3 separate regions of the Sus scrofa genome follow, and regions 1 and 2 are each linked to region 3. Evidence: chromatin contacts called from public promoter capture Hi-C data. All regions are on one chromosome and are shown on one strand. Each heading gives the region's core, a stretch centred on a gene start, on an enhancer-like site or on the middle of the called end of the contact. The rest is flanking DNA. Distances are from core to core; before and after follow the strand shown. Region 1 holds the start of MYO5B (unconventional myosin-Vb). Region 2 holds the start of RPL17 (ribosomal protein L17). Region 3 holds the start of ACAA2 (acetyl-CoA acyltransferase 2).

Evidence for each region. Promoter capture Hi-C pulls out the DNA fragments that hold promoters and counts their contacts.
Region 1: a promoter capture Hi-C map of liver shows a contact between it and region 3, with 5 times the contacts expected there. The contact joins the promoter of MYO5B here to the promoter of ACAA2 in region 3. A contact is called at or near these places in 2 of 5 promoter capture datasets (fetal liver and liver) and 1 of 47 Hi-C or Micro-C datasets (skeletal muscle).
Region 2: a promoter capture Hi-C map of fetal skeletal muscle shows a contact between it and region 3, with 2.9 times the contacts expected there. The contact joins the promoter of RPL17 here to the promoter of ACAA2 in region 3. A contact is called at or near these places in 2 of 5 promoter capture datasets (fetal skeletal muscle and liver) and 1 of 2 datasets of contacts at active chromatin or transcription factors (alveolar macrophages).

Annotation. Positions count from the first base shown.
Region 1 is chr1:99,808,554-99,812,735 of Sscrofa11.1, forward strand. MYO5B (unconventional myosin-Vb) reads right to left here and starts at 2,381. Exons shown (of 39, transcript XM_021093027.1): 1 at 2,309-2,381. The coding sequence starts at 2,356.
Region 2 is chr1:99,046,313-99,050,924 of Sscrofa11.1, forward strand. RPL17 (ribosomal protein L17) reads right to left here and starts at 2,094. Exons shown (of 7, transcript NM_001244558.1): 1 at 2,073-2,094; 2 at 1,258-1,310; 3 at 1,126-1,166; 4 at 244-378; 5 at 1-15. The coding sequence starts at 1,297.
Region 3 is chr1:99,309,130-99,313,683 of Sscrofa11.1, forward strand. ACAA2 (acetyl-CoA acyltransferase 2) reads right to left here and starts at 1,630. Exons shown (of 10, transcript NM_001167638.1): 1 at 1,615-1,630. The coding sequence starts at 1,630. It overlaps LOC102158467 (a long non-coding RNA gene), which reads left to right and starts at 2,205. Exons shown (of 3, transcript XR_002344322.1): 1 at 2,205-2,301; 2 at 3,702-3,923.

The DNA of each region.
Region 1 (4,182 bases), core at 1,131-3,630, 500 kb after region 3:
TGCTGGCCAGGGGCCTTGGTCCTTTGGATCACACACACACCCCAAGCGTACACCACGCACCCCTCTGCATGCAGAAAGGTGGGTGCGAGGCACTGTCAAATGTGTCCCGGCCACAGAGAAGATAAGCCTGCAGCCTAGGTGTCACAACAGGCAAAACTTTTTTTATTTTTTATTTTTTGAGAGGGGAGGGGTTCGTACTGAAAGGCCTCTGCCCCTCTCACACCCCCACTCCCACCCCTCACCCCGCGCCAAGTTGAAACCCGAAGGGGTCCAGACGACTGCCGCTCCGCGGAGGGCGCTCAGGAAGCGGTGGCTGGCCTCTAACTTTAATCAAAGCAACTGCTGCGGAACCGGGGCTTCTCCGCCCGGCCGCACCTGTTCCCGACTCTTGAGGACCAAACCCCACACACATCCATTCTGACCTTGAGAGCATCGTGTAAATCCACACTCCACCCCCGCGTCAGCATTACTCCGATTCCTTCCCCGAAATGACTGAAGCCCACCAAGTGCCCCCCGCCGAGCGCCCGCTTCAAAATGCCCATCCTTGGCACAGTGAGAATGCACCTCCCCGGGAACTCCCTGGAGCATCCTCCACCCACCGCTTACCCACCCACCCCAGCCGCCGCGCCTCTCACACCAGGTTGGGTCCCCCCTCTCCCCACTCCCAAATGTAGGAACACCCCCCAAGTTGAGGGATCCCCCTTAATGGCACGCGAGGGTCGCCCTTGGGAGCCCACGATGCAGAGCCCCGATGTGGGGTCCACGAGCAGGGGAGCACCGTGGGGGGCTGTGCTAGTGCCGGAGGCTCCGAACTGGTGGGGTCGCTCCTAAGGTATCGGGACCTCGACCGGACTGAGCTGGGGCGAGAACAGCAACCGCACCGAGTCAGGGAGCCTGCCAGGGGTGGGAGCCGCGGGCGGTCAGCGCGGGGCGCTCCCGGAACAGCCAAACTTTCTCTGCCTCCCGAAGTTCGGGGCGCGGAGGCGGCGGCGAGGGGGCAGGCTGAGAGGCGTCCACCGCCGCCCCTACCCGCCGAGCCGCAGGAGAAGGCGCCCCCGAGGACCGCCCTCCCCTCAGCCCTCACCTGTGCCCCGGGCCCGAGGCGGCCCGCACTCACCTGGCTGTAGAGCTCACTGACCGACATGACCCCGCAGGCCGGGCCGGGCCCGGGCTCGAGCTCGGTGCCTGGCGGGCTGCCCTCGCTCGTGCCCCAATGGGGGGCGGGTCCGGCTCTTCGCGGCCCCAGCGGCTCTCAGTCCATGGCCGGCCCTCCTGGCGCCATCTTCCTGGGCTGTTCGAGAGTTTCTCGGTTCTTTCCCCTTTTCTCCAACCTGCCCCGCCGGCTTCCTGGAGGCGCCGCAGCCGGCTCGCTCTCTGCCGGCGCGACCTTTACTCCCGCGGCAGTGGCGGCGCAGCGGCGGCCGGGCAGGAGTGGCGACCGGGCGGGCGGGGGAGGAGGCCGCGCAGCGCCGCTCCCGGCTCAGGTATGGGAGGCGGCGCGGGCGAGGGGGGCGGCCGAGAAGGGAGAGGGCGGGCGCGCGTCCGAGCGGGCGGCGGACGCACTGCCGCCGCCGCCTTTGAGCCCTGCCCGGGCCGAACCCGCCGCGCCCTCTCGCGCCCCCGCCGCAGAGGGGTCCTCCTGGCCGGGGGCGGGGCCGCGCAAGGAGCCGGCGCCGACTGCCCCCTGCTGGACGCCCGGCGCGCTCCGGACAGGTGCGCTCCGGGTCCGGGCACCTGCGGTGGGCGGGGATCCGGTGCAGATCAGAAAAAAAAGAGGTGGAAGTATCCGAGAAGGGAGAAGAGGAATAAAAAGGAGAAATGCTTGCAGCTGAAAGACTCCATACATTTTCCTCTGGATTTACGGGGCTACATTCAATACCTGCATCATTAAAAATCGTTATGTCGTAGATTAGGGTGATTTGGATATACCAAAGATTGTCTCCGCCAAACTGAGCTGCCTGCGCTGAAATCCTGATCGGAAAGGTGGGAGCTGAAGTCTTCTCCACTTTGACAGTTTCACCCACAGCTTGCGGCTAGGCTCCCTACCCCCATCAGAAAATTGTTTGCTTTTCTGGGAAGTCTCACATTTTCTCCGCTCTCTCTCACACGCACTCTCAGTCCCTCTGCCGCTGCCTACCTGATTTACTTTTGTCGGTTCTGCCAGTGACATTGGCAGCGCCACTCCCTCTTCTGCTTGCAACATAAAGTAGAAATTTCAGCCAAAGAGGAAATTAATTGGCAGGAGGCAGTAAAGGGAGCGCAGGAGCTGTAGGAAGAAACATTTGGTCTTTTGAGGTGGCATTTGTACCTGAATGAGTGATGGCCCCTGAGAGTGGCTCTCAACCAAAGCATCCATCTATGTCGCTGGAACAATTGTTCTAGAGCCCCGCTCCCTGAAAGGTGATTCTTAAACTCATCCCATTTAAGACCCTCCCACTTGGAAGACAGGATCTCCATTTAATCCACCTGCAGCCCTTCTCGACTATGCTTCCTCAGTAAGAATCACCTGAGGAGCTTTAAAGCCCTTCCAAGGAAGGGGTTCCCCACCCTGAGGAACTCGGATTCATTGAAGGGTGAGACCCAAGCATCTGAAGTTTTAAGTTCCTCCATAATTCTAAAGGATTTTATTTCCAGGGTTGATAAAGGAAGTGAACAAAGCTTGGGCAACTCTTCTTGGATCTGAAAGGAAGCTCTTCATAACATTGGGAAGAACAAAAAGGAAATGATTCCATCATTTCTCTCTCCCTCAAAAATCTGTCTACATAGTTTCCTTCCCCTTATTCCTTCCCCGTATCCTGATAGTTATGAAAGTGTGACAGCCCCACCCCACCCCGCCCCACCACCCAGGACCATCAGCATCACCTGGGAACTTTTTAGAAATACAACATATGGGGCCTCATCACAGACCTTCCCATCAGAAAGGCGGGGTGTGGGGCTTGGCATCCTGTGTCCTCACCCCTGCCACAGATTCTTTCCTCTCGGGCTAGGAAGGCCCAATCCCCACCTTTGCTCCATATGTCCTTGCCTGCTCCACCACCATGCTCCATCCGTGGTCCCATCTCTCCACTAGCTCTTGACTTTTCCTCTGTTCTCCTTTTCTACTAAAGTTCTTGAAGTGGTAGTTTCTACTGCTGGCTCCACTTACCCACACCCAGTCCCTCTGTAATTCACTGTTTTTCAACATTTTCTGCATGAGAATCACTTTTACGAAAGCAAATGCTTGGCTCCCACTCCCAGAAATTCTGATTTAACTTGTCTTGGATGCTGCCTGGGCAAAGGGGTTTTTAAGAGTTCCTAAATGATTCTAATGACAGCCAAGGTGAAGAGCTGCTGCTTTAATACCCTCCAAAATGGTTTCCTCTCAGCTCCATCCTATTGAAATTGCCATCTCCCTCTGAAGCACGGGCTGGTAACTGGTTCTCCCCATGTTGTTAAACCACCTCCTCCCCTAGCCTCTGTCGTTCTTCTTCTCTTGTTTTCCCAGCCTCACTAACCACACCTTCTGCTTTCTCTTCCTGGTTCCTGAATAAAGCTGTGGCCCATTTCCCAGATCTCACATTTCTTCTCAGGCACACCCCCATTTCATCTCTTACTGCAATATTAACTCTCAAATCCAATTCTAACCTTTAGACCCACTTTTCCACCTGCCAGATAGGCAATGCTAGCAATCCTGCCAGGCCCTTGGACCAACCTGAGGTTCATGTCACCCTCCTTTCTCCCCACCCCCAACCCAGTTCCAACTTTCTGGCTTCCATCATACCTGGCACAAATCAAAAGCTGAATTCATGCTGACTGAACTGAATCACATCCCTGAGGAGAATACTATTCTTGGCCAGAGCTTTGTGGATTTCTAATCCCCAAATCAGATATGGGCTTTCCCTCCTTTGAATAATAATAAAGACATTTGAAAACTTACTTTGTGCCAGGAAACTTGCCAAGTCCTTTGCTTTTGTGATCTTGTCTCAGAGCAACGCTATAAAGGAGGTCCATACATTAATTCTGTTTCACAGATGAGCAAAGTGAGGCTGGGGGTGGGGGGGGAGTGGGGATGGAAGAGACATTCTAGGTCAGAGAGCCAGTATTCAACCCAACTCTATCTCACTCTAAAGTCTAAGCATGTGCCGGGGTATCAGGATGAAGGGGACGCCAGGGGATGCTAATCCAGTTGATCCACTGTGGACC
Region 2 (4,612 bases), core at 844-3,343, 260 kb before region 3:
GCCCCACTGTTTGGCCTAAAAATCAAACAAACAAAAAGAAAAGCAGAGACTATTAGCCACTTCCCGCAACTTAAATCAATGTTACAAGATGATTTTAACTGACATCAAGGTTGCTCAGGACATGGTTTTTTTCATGGTTAATCCAAAGGTGTCCTAAGATTTGTCATCACAGCAACCAGAAAGAGATAAAAGACACTTTCCTTTTACAATTTGTCTTTTAAAATGGCAGCTATGAATTCTCACCTGGGCACACCTACCGACTCCACCATTGTAACGACGGAATGGCACACATTGCTTCTGTAGAGTGACGTCTTTCAGATACTTGGTGGCTTTTCGAATATGCATACCCTTAATGGCCTGGGCAGTTTCACGAGTGTTCTAAATACAAATAATATAAGCTGTGAGTTAACCATAATCACAATTTTAAAACATGAAATTCTAAGATTTTCAAAATGTCAACATTGCCAACACCTACAACTTTTCCATGTTATATAATAAAATTCTGTGATCAATACAATGAAATATTACAATATAACGAAATAATGCAATTAAAAATTCTGTGATCAAGAGCTAAGGGGAGTTCCCGTCGTGGCGCAGTGGTTAACGAATCTGACTAGGAACCATGAGGTTGCAGGTTCGATCCCTGGCCTTGCTCAGTGGGTTAAGGATCCGGCGTTGCTGTGAGCTGTGGGGTCACAGCTCCGATTCGACCCCTAGCCTGGGAACCTCCATATGCTGCGGAAGCAGCCCTAGAAGAGACAAAAAGACAAAAAGACAAAAAGACAAAAAAAAAAAAAAAGCTAAGGAAGCTTGGTTTGAAGGTGGAGTCAATCACCTATGCCCTACACTGTCATCCTGTCATCTACAATGTTCCATACCTTCATCTGTACACTAGGTTCCCAAGCAGTTCTTTGGCACTTTTTCCTAATTCTGCAAATGCTAAAGCAACACACTCCTTACATGTATATGTACCAAAAGGTAGCTGCTCAGAATCAATTTATTTTCATGGTAAATCCAAAGGTGTCCTAAGAAACACATCACTGCAGCTACCTTTTCACAATGGTGACAACACTCACTAGAACTCATGGAACAACTCTTGTAGAGTATAGCTGTGGATTCACATACCTTAAAGTGAACACGAAGATTTGAACCTCTTGATTTGCATGCTAAAATACACAGAAAAAATTTGTGTTAATTTTGGGTGTCCTGTAGCCTATTACTCCAAAATAAAAAATGTTTCTTTTCTTGTTCACTTACATTTTGTGGGGTTTTCTGGGTCGAGTGAATAGCGAACCATTTTTAGAGGTCACCTGGAAGCGAGCAAACATAATGCTATCAATACATATTGTAACTCATACTTTATATATGGACCCAACGCAGGCAGCTGCTCAGAGAATAGTTGCCATGACTAATCCAAAGGTGTCCAAGGAAATGCCAGTATCGCAGCCACCCTTTCTATCCAGCGTTCCATCCCCTTTGCAACTACGCTAACTACAGCAGTGCTGACACGGAGCTCAGCAGCCCTCTTTAACCCTCAAGAAGATACCGTGTGTTCCAATCCAAATCTGGATCCTTCAGGCCAAAATAACTCAATCCAACTACAACCCCCTACACGCTCCCTCTATATCTTTCCACTTTCGAGGCTCTAACCCACGTTCAGTGCCACTGAATGTGAAACACACCCAATAACTAAACAAAGCCGCGACTCGAATTGACCTTATTTCCCCAGATCTCTCCGTTCAGTCCCAAACGCCCTTCATTAGCGGCCACCACTTACCGCGAGACACTGGACCTCAGGAGTCAGCACCGACCACAAACTGCCTGTACCTCTGCCACCCCCATTCCCGCGCATCTCGCCCCTCTGCCGGCGGCAGAGGCCGGACAGCATCAGGGAGTCAAGCTGTTAACTCCGAAACGTCCCCCCAGCACGGAGGAACACCATCACTAGTTAAGAATCAGTAACCACGAAGGTCCTGTCCCCAAGAATTTCGAAATCGGTGCAGCCAAGGTCAGGATGGCAGCGATAACCGGAGGATTCACCACTCGCGAAGAAAAGACGAAGACACACTCACCTCAGGCCGCTTACTGGAAAAGAAAGACCGGAGGCTCATGGGAGAACTCAAGAGAACTCGACATCTCGCGATATTTCCAGTCAAAGGAACGAGATTTGAAGAGGGGAGGAGGGCGGAGGAAAAAGGGAGTGTGGAGTATGTTGACGAATTTCCTCCTTAGGAACTGTCTCAAAATTCTCCTTTTTTTTTGTATACAGAAAGAAAGTCATGGATTTTAAATATCAATGAATTAAAAACGTGTTTGTAATTCTAGGACAGAACCATGTATTATTAGGTATAGATGAGACATTTATTCGTCAACGTTTGTTAGTTTTGATTATGTAATTATGTGAAAGCGGTTTATAAATCGACAGTTAATAAGACACACACACAAAAAGAAGATGCAAATGCTGAGATGTAGTTATGGTAATAAGAAAATTCTCAGTATAAGAATATCACCCAATCAATTGTACAGCAAGCCATGTGAAGGATGTACTAACTGAAGGGATGTGCAATTTGTAGATCCACATCTGAGAAAGAATGTCCCTTCCTTGGAAACAAAATGCCAAGAGGAATTTTCTTCCTCACCTAGCTCTTCTTCTGGTTTATTCCCTTAGATTTATGGTAACAGTTAGCTTTAGGTCTTCTTTTTACAGCCTTAATGAATTTCTTGTAAAATGTAAATGAACTCTTTAAATTGTATTTTATATGTATTTACTTCAATCTGTTGTCTAATTCTTTTTTTTTTTTTTTTTTTTTTGTCTTTTTTTTGGCATTTCTTGGGCCACTACCGCGGCATATGGAGGTTCCCAGGTTAGGGGTCGAATCGGAGCTGTGGCCACCAGTCTATGCCAGAGCCACAGCAACGCAGGATCCGAGCTGCATCTGCGGCCTACACCACAGCTCATGGCAACGCCGGATCTTTAACCCACTGAGCAAGGCCAGGGATCGAACCCACAACCTCATGGTTCCTAGTCAGATTTGTTAACCACTGCACCACGACGGGAACTCCCTCTGTTGTCTAATTCTTTATTCATTTTATTTATGTCTAGAAATCTTAGTTATTAAGACAATGGTGAGGAGTTCCCATCGTAGCTCAATGGTTAAGGAACCTGATTAGTATCCATGAGGACATGGGTTCGATCCCTGGCCCCGCTCATTGGGTTAAGGATTTGGCTTTGTCATGAGCTGTGGTGTAGGTCGCAGACACTGCTCAGATCCTGTGTTGCTGTGGCTGTGGCGTAGGCTAGCAGCTACAGCTCTGATTGGACCCCTAGCTTGGGAACCTCCATATGCCACAGGTGTGGCCCTAAAAAGACAAAAAGACAGACAAAAAGACAAAAAAAAAAAAAAAGAAAAAAATAGTGAAATACAAATACAGTCATCCTTAGCAATCTGCTTACTTGTTCTTTAATCCATTCAAAGAACATTCATTGAACACATATTCCTGACTTTGTGCTAAATGCTATGCTCTAATGGGCACTAGGGAAGTCCCAGATCTAGGGAACCCACAGTCTTAGAATGAGGGTAGGGACAGAGAGGTAGGGAACTAAGAAGTGAATGGCCAATTAGGATACTTTGGTGTGAAATTGCTAGAGTGAGCACTTGGAGTAGAAAAGCATCCCTTGAGTAGATGACTTGGCAGCTACACCATGAATGACCAGAAGGAGAGAGCTGGCCATGACAATAAGAGAAAAAGAATTATTATTATTGCCAGCAAGGTAATTCTGTTCTGGAGGAGTTCCCTTCTTGGCTCAGTGGTTAACAAACACTACTAGGATCCATGAGGATGCAGGTTTGATCCCCAGCCTCTCTCAGTGGGTTAAAGATCTGGCATTGCCTGGAGCTGTGGTTTAGGTCTCAGATGCAGCTCGGATCCTGCAGTGCTGTGACTGTGGCATAGGATGGGCAGCTGTAGCTCCAATTTGATTCTTAGCCTGGGAATTTCTATAGGCTGTGGGTACAGCCCTAAAAAAAAAGAAAGAAAAGTCTGCTCTGGGAACTGCAAGTGTTCGGATTCCTTTTGGACATGGTGGGGAGAGATAAGGGGGATTGGTGAACCTGATCTTGAAGGAAACTATTTGGCAAGAAGTTTTAAATTTATCCTAAGGTCAGTGGGGGATTTTTGAAAGTGTTCAAATGCTTGGAGGATGGGGGAGGTGACCTGGTCAGATTCACTTTTGAAAAGATCACTCTGCAGGGAGATATTTGAGATGCCTCAGGGCAAGACCAGAGGCTGGCAAAAGATGGTGGTGGCCTGAACTGGTTGGATTCGGTTTAATTTTTTTTTGGCAAAGAGAATGTAGAGTGTTGGATGAATTCAAGATATTTACATTAAGTCATATGATATCATGACTGTAGGCTGTAAAATTTGGTACCTTTGTAACCTCACCAATCTTTTCTGCTCATCTTATCCTCAACTGCTGCCAACATCTTCTCACTGAGCCTGTAACACAGTCTTCTACCTCTTTCAGTACAGGCTCTGAGATATTGTGAATTTGGTTCCAGAGCACTATAATAATACTAGTCACTCAATTTTTTGGTTTTCCAGTGCATATAAA
Region 3 (4,554 bases), core at 380-2,879:
CTGTGAGCTGTGGTAAAGGTCACAGATGTGGCTCGGATCTGGCGTTGCTGTGGCTGTAGTGTAGGCCGGTGGCTACAGCTCCGATTAGACGCCTAGCCTGGGAATTTCCATATGCCGTGGGAGTGGCCCTAGAAATGGCAAAAAGACAAAAAAAAAAATAAAATAAAATAAAATAAAAAATAAAAATAGAGAAATCAACAAAAATACTATTTTCTTTTAAAGAAGATAGCTGATGATAATGCAGCTTTTACATGATTTGGGTTTTTTGCATAACTCATCTAAAAAAGTCAATATGCTGCTTTATTAAATTCAGAGTTGGAAAGAGCACTGAAAAATTAAATCCAATTATAGGAAACATTTTGTTTCGGAAATCCCATTTTTCACTTGCACTGTTCACAGGTCATTTAGGTTTTTCTGAGCCCCAGATACCCCTTTCCAACTGCCTACCTGTCATCTGCACTTGAGCGGCTCAATATTCTCTTCCAAGTTAAGTCTCCTCAGTTTTTCTCACTCTATAAGCAGTACCATCATGAACACAATTCCTCAAACATGAGACCTGAAGTCATTTTTAATATACATAAACTGTTCTATCGGAAGGTTCTTCAAAGGACACAAAATAAGCATGAGCTTTTCTTTTCTTTTGTCTTTCTGGGGCCACACTTTCAGCATATGCCCCCAGACCAGTGGTCAAATTAGAGCTGTAGCTGCCAGCCTACACCACAGCCCCAGAAATGCCAGATCCGAGCAGCCAGCAGCATCTGCTACCTACACCACAGCTCATGGGAACTCCAGATCCTTAACCCACTGAGTGAGGCCAGGGATGGAACCAAGTCCTCATGGATACTAGTCGGGTTCATGTCAGGAACTACAAGGATGAACTTTTAAAATTCCATTTACTGTGACCATTTGTTATGAAAAGCAGAGTTCATATAATTTTTTAAGTTAATAACCATAGGAGTTCCCTGGTGGCCTAATGGATAAGGACTGATCGCTGTCACTACTGTGGCTCGGGTTCCGTCCCTGGCCCAGGAATTTCTGCACGCTCTGGGTGCAGTAAAAAAACAAAAAACAAAAAACAAAAAAACCAAAACTACAGAATTTACGTCTTCAGTGATTTACACGTTTCTGGTTTCTGGAGTCACTCAAAAGAAATGGAAGGGAAAGGGGGATTAGGTCAGGTTCTCCAACAGAACGCTAACAAGCATGTTAGAGGAGACGGTCACTGCGGCAGAAATTTCCTGGACACCCCAAAAAAACATCCATACTTCCCCCAAGTCTTGCCCACGCCTTGACCAAGGCCGAGCCCACCGGGTTCATCTGAAAGGTACTCCTCTGGCCCCGGCTTACTGAGCAGGCTCCGCCGCCTCCCAGATCGCTGAACCACAGGGTGAGTCACTACCCCGCGGAGACGAAAAATGACCTTCAAGGTCGGAAGTGAGCAAACTGTCCTCTCAACTGGAAGTTGCAGAGGTTACTATAAACAGTGCCTTACAAGTATGTTTTCTCCTGAACCCAAACAATGCTTTCGGCGTTGCATTTCTTCCAAGTCCCCTTTTCTGTGCAGGCGACGCAGATTCCCTCCTAGACCAGACCACAAGGGCCGGAGGCGCTCACCTCGGAGCAGAGCCATGGTGGCTGCAGCGTAGGGTCCTCCTCGATGCAGACCGGCCGCGCGAGGTCCTGCAGACTTTAGGAGCGAGGGGGCGGTGCCAGCAGGGCCGCGCCCCTGCCTTCTCACACATTGGGCACCCAGCCAGTTATCCGCCGCTTTGGAACTCTCAGCCCTCTAAGCGCCATCCCACAGGACTGGGTGGGGGCGGAGGCACTGGGACTAGGGTCCTCGTGAGCGGATTTTTCCCTCACATCGTTTTTAGGACTTTATCTCTGTGTGGTTTTTTTTTTTTTTTTTTAGGGCCACAGCCACGTCATACGGAAGTTCCCGGGCTAGGGGGTCCAATCCGAGTTGCAGCTGCCGGCCTATCCACAGTCACAGCAACACTAGATCCTAGCCCCATTTGCTATCTATAGATCCTTAACCCACTGAGTGTGCGAGGCCAGGAATGAACCTTATCTTCATGGGCACTAGTCAGGTTCATTTCCTCAACGGAAACTCCCATTCTCTATTCCCCCAGGGGGAAAAAAAAAATAATTTGACTCTACCCTATCCATTCTCTTCCCAGCCTTTATAAACCTGCCCCACCTTCCGCAAAAGCTGAAGATCAGTTGGTGCGGCGCTGCCGGAAGTCGAATGGGCGGAGCGTGGAAGATGGCGAGGGGGGATTGGCTAAGCCCATTTTGCAGGTTGGGTAGGCCACTGCCCAGACCGCTGGCAAAGGCCTAGGCCTCTGGGCGGGGGAGGGGAAATAGGTCCCGGGAGGGGGCGGGGAGGTTTGCGCCCTAGGAGTGTAGCGACTGTTTTAGGGCGGAGGCGCCCCCTGTTCCACTTTGCAGGCCCCGAATGAAGCCGCAGTATTTTCCTTATATGATTGGGCCCCATGGCTTGGCAGCGCTGCTGCTGGCCTGGAGCCTGAGAGGATTATAATACGTGACTGGCGAGGTGGGGGCCGGGAACGGGGGTTGGGGGGAAGAGGAGGGGCAGCTGGTTAGGCTAGGGATGAGGGAGGTTAGGGATGCCTCTGCCGCTGTAACTGTGAGCCCTGGTCGATGATGACGTGACCACTGCGCAATCTGAGATCTGGGAACCAGGTGATGGAGTTTGTGCTGAGAACGATCTGAGACCAGGGTAGCAGGAGGCGATCCGGGCAGAGATGGGGCAGATTCTCAGCGCCAGGGCTTGGAGGCCGGCCAGGCTGCCTCAGGCTTCTGATAAGGGGTGGTGGGAGGCTCTGAGGTTTTCTGAGCCAACAGCGAATGCCTTCTCTTCAAACACTTTCGTGGCCCTGTCACATCGTTTGTTGTTGTGGGTTTTTTTTTTTTTTTTTTGGTTTGTTTGGGTTTGGGGTGTTTTGTTTTTGTTTTTGTTTTTTTTTTTGTTTGGGCCGCCACTCGGCATATGGAAGTTCCTGGGTCAGGGATCAGATCAGAGCTGCTCTAGCGTTTTACACCACTGGCTCCGTGTTGGGTGGGGTATCAAAACTGCATCCCGGCGCTGCAGCAAGAACTCCTATTTTTTTTAACCCAGTGTTGTTATTGTGAAAACTTTCTCGAACTTACAGAAAAGTAGAAAGAAACATAGAAAGAGCAAACACTGGTATATTCACTGACTGTATTCTACCCTTAACATTTTGCCATATTTGCTGTATCATTTCCTCTCTTCTTCCATCAAACCATCTTATTTATTTATTTACGCAGACCTTAGTACACTTCACCCCAGGAATACCTTAGTTCATGTTAGAGGTCAGTATTTGTTTACTCTTTTAAGGGAAAATTTCCATGTGTTCAGGATTGAATTGGATTCTTGTAATCCAAACCACTCAAGGCTTTCAAAATGTAATTAGAACATGTCCATAGTTACAGATGTACATCATTCATTTCCCATCCAACTCCCATTTAGCCATTGTTCCCTTTTTCTCACCAGCTATTGTAATTCGATCCTCTGGTTTATTCCTTTTCTTTTTCTGTTTCTTTCATTTGAGCAAATCCAGGAAATTGACAGTCATCGATTCAATACAGAAATTCTAAGATTATTAACATTGTATTTATTTATTTATTTATTTATTTTTGTCTTTCTGTCTTTTTAGGGTCACACCCACGGCATATTCTAGAGGATGAGCAGAGAGTGATAGTAAAATAAAACTGCCACATTTGGGAACTGTTTGTCCAGCATTGAAACAAGCACTTATGAACGCCGTTTATAATTTTTACACTCAGGCAATATGAGAATTGTACAAAACAGAAAAACATAATTCACATAACATCAGACAAATCCAAATTGAGGGACATTTTGCAACTCCATGAAATAGGTAGGGGTTTTTCCTTTCTCTCTCTCTCTTTTTTTTTTTTTTTTTTTGAACTATGACAACATTTTATTTTATTTATTTATTTTTTGCTTCTTAGGCCTGCACCTGTGGCATCTAGAAGTTCCCACCTCAGGGTTATATCTGAACTGCAGCTGCCAGCCTATGCCACAGCCACAGCAACATGGGATCTAAGGCACATCTGTGATTTGCACCACAGCTCACAGCAACACCAGATCCTTAACCCACTAAGCAAGGCCAGGGATTGAACCTGCATCCTCATGGATATTGGGATCTTAACCCAGTGAACCACAACAGGAACTCAACATTTTAGTTTTTCTAAAAAATATTTTATTGAGGTAGAGTTGATTTACAATGTTGTGTTAATTTCTACTGCATAGCAAAGTGATTTAATTAAAAATATATATTATTTTTCACATTCTTTTCCATTATAGTTTATTACAAGATATTGAATATAGTTCCCATTATAGTTTATTATAAGATATTGAGTGGGGCTCTTGAGTGTAGTCCCAACAAGTAGGGGCTTGTTGTTTATCCATCCTATATATATATAGGTTTGCATATATAATGGTTTGCATCTGCTAATCTTAAACTGTACCACAGCAGGAGCTCCTGT